2 separate regions of the Capra hircus genome follow, and region 1 is linked to region 2. A link is a contact called in public Hi-C data. All regions are on one chromosome and are shown on one strand. Each heading gives the region's core, a stretch centred on a gene start, on an enhancer-like site or on the middle of the called end of the contact. The rest is flanking DNA. Distances are from core to core; before and after follow the strand shown.

The links. A called contact is a pair of places that touch in the nucleus more often than the background predicts.
Region 1: a contact with region 2 is called in a Hi-C map of liver, with 4 times the contacts expected there. The contact joins two enhancer-like sites. A contact is called at or near these places in 2 of 5 Hi-C or Micro-C datasets (blood and liver).

The regions. Positions count from the first base shown.
Region 1 is chr28:26,231,479-26,234,178 of ARS1.2, forward strand. It overlaps JMJD1C (probable JmjC domain-containing histone demethylation protein 2C), which reads left to right. Exons shown (of 26, transcript XM_018042212.1): 4 at 2,408-2,513. The coding sequence starts at 2,507. Among named protein-coding and RNA genes, the nearest start is that of NRBF2, 92 kb to the right of the region's middle. Within about 2 kb of position 1,368, at least 1 of the 5 cell types and tissues checked has an H3K27ac peak or open chromatin away from gene starts, as enhancers often do.
Region 2 is chr28:25,773,915-25,776,614 of ARS1.2, forward strand. No RefSeq gene overlaps it. Among named protein-coding and RNA genes, the nearest start is that of JMJD1C, 190 kb to the right of the region's middle. Within about 2 kb of position 1,432, at least 1 of the 5 cell types and tissues checked has an H3K27ac peak or open chromatin away from gene starts, as enhancers often do.

The sequences.
Region 1 (2,700 bases), core at 118-2,617, 460 kb after region 2:
AGTAAATTTCATGTAAGTCAGCTGTGATACCCTTGTAATTGTGTGAATTTTCTATGTACTCATAGTCTTCATGCCAGTTAAATGTCTAGAATAGGAGTAAGAAGAACGATTATGATAAAGATAGGCGTTGAAACTAGAGAAGACTCAAGCTGTGGAAACATAAAACTGTAACTCAAACGTTTGAAGGACCATCATGTAGGAAAATGAATAGGCTTGTGTTTGACTCCAGGGAGTTAAGTTTGGATCTGTGTATGGAAGATAAAGTGAGAAATAACCTGGTATCTGTCGGAACTGTCTGGAAGTGGTAATTGTTTTTCTTGGGAAACAGAAAGTTTCCTGTGTTTTGTCTGTCATGGACTTCACTGTCACCTCCTGTGCATTAAGAGGGTTAGAGTCTAAACTCCCCGTGATAGTTTCTGCTACTCAAGTAATGAGATTCACTCAATGTGCAGTGTATTATTAAAGTGGAATGGAGAAAAGGGAGTGTTAGGAAGTTTCTTTACAAAAAGGAAGACAGGTCATGGGCTGGGTTTCCCCCATCGCCCCCATCACAGATTTTACCTACTTTTTTGTGTAACATCTTTCCACTCCAGTATTTGCGTCTGCTGTGAAGCAGCACTTTTGTATATTTTCCCAGGAGAGCAGAGGTGATAAGTGTAAAAGTCTTATAGTTTTGTTTGTTGGTGTTCACTGCTGCCAAGTCGCTTCAGTCGTGTCCGACTCTGTGCGACCCCAGAGACGGCAGCCCACCAGGCTCCTCCATCCCTGGGATTCTCCAGGCAAGAACGCTGGAGTGGGTTGCCATTGCCTTCTCCAATTCGTGAAAGTGAAAAGTGAAAGTGAAGTCGCTCAGTCGTGTCTGACTCTTTGTGACCCCATGGACTGCAGCCTACCAGGCTCCTCCACCCGTGGGATTTTCTAGGCAAGAGTACTGGAGTGGGGTGCCATTGGTGTTCACTAGGTATGAACAAAATATCAGTCTTTACCACAGTATTATTCGAGAAATGCAGAGTGGTCCCTTAAAGCAGTGATGAAGTGAGAAGAAAAGTGCTTTACTTGGATAAACTTTAAAGCATGAAGTATGACCTGCTTGATTAGGGATTCTTTGTACTTTTCAGCCCTTTTTGGCTTTTCCAAATTGCCAGATTATTTTTATTCACCAGGTAGAATTTTCTTCTTGAAGCACCTTTCTGGTCACTGGTCTCCGCAATCTGCTGGTCCACCTTGGAAAGGGCCGCTCTGGTTTCCGCGATCTGCTGGCCCACCTTGGAAAGGGCCGCTCTGGCCGCTGGTCTCCATGATCTGCTGGCCCACCTTGGAAAGGGCCGCTCTGGTCTCCGCGATCAGCTGGTCCACCTTGGAAAGGGCCGCTCTGGTTTCCGCGATCTGCTGGCCCACCTTGGAAAGGGCCGCTCTGGCCCCTGGTCTCCATGATCTGCTGGTCCACCTTGGAAAGGGCCGCCAAAGTGACAGTGCTGCTCTGCTGTTCTTCCCAGCTCTCCTCTAGGGCTCCTGCCGCTGACCTCAAATGCAGGAGCAGCAGAGGTGCTTTGAGAGAGAACAGGATGTCAGAGTCCATCGGGGCACCAGCAGATTGTGGGAAACCATGTGACTGTGTGATTCGCATCTCCAAGGAGAGAGCCGGTCGTTTCTGGGTCTAGATCCACCCTGTTATGAGGATAATATCATCAGTAACGTAATTTAAATGGCCTGGATGCTTTGACACTGGCTTGAAAAAATAAAACTTTTATCAGTGCAGTTACTGGTCAGATGAGTTTGAGTAGATCTAGATTTGATGGTGTTTAAATCAAGACAGTGACTTGTCTTGTCAAATAATGACTTGTTTAAAACTAATGTTTTAGGCTTGAAAAAATAAAACTTTTATCAGTGAAGTTACTGGTCAGATGAGTTTGAGTAGAACTGAATTTGATGGTGTTTCAATCAAGACAGTGGCTTGTCAAATAATGACTTGTTTAAAACTAATGTTTTAGGTATAGTGGGGAGAGGACAACTCATCTATGTATGTATGTATTGCTTCCCAAAATATTCAACTTGATTTGTTTGCTACCAACCTTAGATGACTGGAAGCTATTTGGTTTGTATATTGCTTCTAACAGTGAAACCCTTAAAAAGGTGATTTATATAAGGCTGACAGTAGAGAACACATTAGTAAATTTCAAATTTTGCCGTAAGACATTCTTGTCAAAGATCAAATCTTACCATGGATTTATTTATTAGGCTCTGTTGTTATGTTATTGCTAATGAACTATAACTTACGAATTTTCATTTTTGCATACATTTAGAAAAAGGAATTTTCTTCAGCCCTTAGAACACATAGGAGGGAAGGTTGGTAACATTAATGTTAGGACAGCGTAACATGGACCTTTCTCTTAATCTATAATTCTAGGACGACATAGACAGCCTAAACCCAGTTCTCAGGGACAACCCGCAACTTCAGGAAGAAGTGAAAGTCTGGGTAAAGGAACAAAAGGTTCAGGAGATTTTTATGCAAGGTAACTGTTTTGAGTTATGCGTTAATTTTTTTGTTTTTTGAACTGGGCAATTTCTCATTTGCTTTTGGTTGTTTAGTTATATGCAGTATAAATAGAAGACCCAGTCTAATATTTTCAATTACATACAGGCCACAGAAAATAATAGCAAAATCAGAGTAATTTCAATAGGAAGTTGATAACTTCGCTA
Region 2 (2,700 bases), core at 182-2,681:
GGGATCAAACCTGTGTCTCTTATGTTTCCTACATTGGCAGGGGGGTTCTTTACCACTAGCACCACCTGGGAAGCCCAAGTCTGATCTACTCCCATCCTAATCTGAGCCCTCTGCTTGAGGTCAGAAGGAGGAAAAATAAAATGCCTAACTTTGCTTAAGAATTCTAGAGCAGAAGATCCTGCCCCTTCTGCAGACGAAATCTGAGAGCCATAGGACTCTACACATTCCTGTGTTCAGTATGTATAGAAGTAGGTGGAAAATCTGCACGCTATGTCTTAGTTCATGGTCCCCTCAGAGTCCCGCTGAGTTCCCAAAGCCACAAAGTGGTGTTGTGGCAGTAGAATGACGCATAAATGTAAGATAAGCCGAGAAACAGAGCTTCTCCTGATGTAGTGGGTGAGGAAACATTAGCATGTCAGCAGCACACAGAGACCTACATGAGCCAGGTTCCATTCAGTACAGTTATCAGCTGTGTCCAACTCTTTGCCACCCCATGGACTGTAGCACACCAGGCCTCCCGGTCCATCACCAACTCCCGGAGCTTACTCAAACTCATGTCCATCGAGCAGTGATGACATCCAACCATCTCATCCTCTCTCGTCCCCTTCTCCTCCTGCCCTCAATCTTTCCCAGCATCAGGGTCTTTTCAAAGAGTCAGTTCTTCACATCAGGTGGCCAAAGTAATGGAGTTTCAGCTTTAGCATCAGTCTTTTCAATGAATATTCAAGACTGATTTCCTTTAGGATGGACTGGTTGGATCTCCTTGCAGTCCAAGGGACCCTCAAGAATCTTCTCCAACAGCACAGTTCAAAAGCATCAATTCTGTAGATAAGATAAGTGGTGGTCTCTTACATGGTTAGTATCTCATGAAAGCAGGGGGGATTTATACAGAGGGCAAGCTTATGCACCTTCCAATGCCATGATGCTACATAAACCCCTTGAATCTTAGATGCAACCCTCGGCAGGTAAGGGAGGCCTGAAATTTAACAAAATTTAGTTGTTCCCACTTGACGGAATAGAGACATGAAACAGAAATTAAATTCAGCTATTGAAAAAAACAAAGTTAGTTTTCTATACACTTTAGTTTATGGATTGAAATAACAGCTACTTGAATATGCTTGGAAAACGTAAAGATGTAGTTTTTTACAAAAGCTTGAGAACTTTTGATTTTGCAATTATTGTGGTATTATAACAATAACAATGAAAACATTGTTATACATGTTTTTAAATTTTCACTATTTAAAATAATTGTACCAAATTTATTTATTCATTTTGCCTCCAAAATCCTATGCAATTTATTTCCAAACTCCTTTCCACAGATGGATAAAACAGGTGTTGGCACATAATCAAGAGTAGTCATCTGTAGACTGGCCAGTGCGTTTCATATGATTTTAAACAAAGGCTCTGGCCCCATAGACAATGATGATAAATAAGCCAGTCAGATGATTCCTTTTGTGTATCTGAGCCATAAATAGACTGGAGAGAGTATGATAGAGCTAGTTAGAGAAGCAAACAACTCACAGTCAGGTTATGAGCCAGCAGCAAAGGTCTCAAGGCACCATCAGGTAAATAGATGTGTGATATGAAATAGGAATCACCATCAGTACTTGGGCTGCAGATTCACAAAACAACTGATGTGCTTCCCTACATTTTCTACCCTTCCTTATAGTTAGGTTGGAGCCATGTGTCTAGTTCTGGCCAGTGAAAGGTGAGCGGAAGTATCAGGTAACACCTCTAGGTCAAGGTTAATCGGTGAGACCCAGGAGGATCCCTCCCGTGTTTCCATCCCTTGTGCAGTGACTTTGGAAGCCACATGTTAGTATAGCAGCACCACAAGATGATGGGCCTGGGGCCTCCGGGTGGAAGGAAATCCCTGCTGACTACATCACTTCGTGTTTACAAGAAAGACATTTTTCGTTGTGTAAAGCCCCTGAGACTTCACAGTTGGTCTATTGTGGCAGCTAGTGGTTAGTTATCCAGACTAGCACAGCCGCCAAATGTTACAGTGCTTCCCTATACTATAATTATCCTAGCAATAATAATTACACAGTTGCAACTTGTTGTTAAAAAGAACCAGTAAGTCTGGGACAGTTGTTTACAGCTGGTGTTTCTCCTAATCATGGCAGAGTTCATTCCGATCACACTTGCGCCATCTCATTTGGTAAATATTTCACGTTACTCTGCTTATAGAAAGAAATCCTATTTACTTGTGTCCTTTAATTTATACTAAAAGTGAAAGCTTCAGACTACAAAATATATTTGTAAATTATGTCAGAAGCTATAAATTAATGGATCAAATCCAAGAGACCTACTGTATACATTAGACATAAAGATAAAAAGCTTAAATACAAGGTAAGAAAATGGCACAAACTCTAGATGAGAAAAAAATGAAGTCCTTATGTTAATAGTTTACTAAGATCAAAGAAAAAAACTGAAAAGAGAATTATTATCTATCCATGAATAAGGAAATGCCTTTATATTTAGGTGCCTCTTCAGTTATTTTACTTAGTAAGGTTAAGGCATTTCAAGAAAAATCATTTTGTCTTCTTTCCCAATAAATTACTTTGTTCATATGTTACTTGCATAGTAGATGAATAATTGAATGTATTTCAAATACATTCTTCAAATTCAAATTTGTATTTCTTATATAATGAAAATAGCAAAAGTTAATCTAGCCACTTAGTGAATGTTCTAATGGCA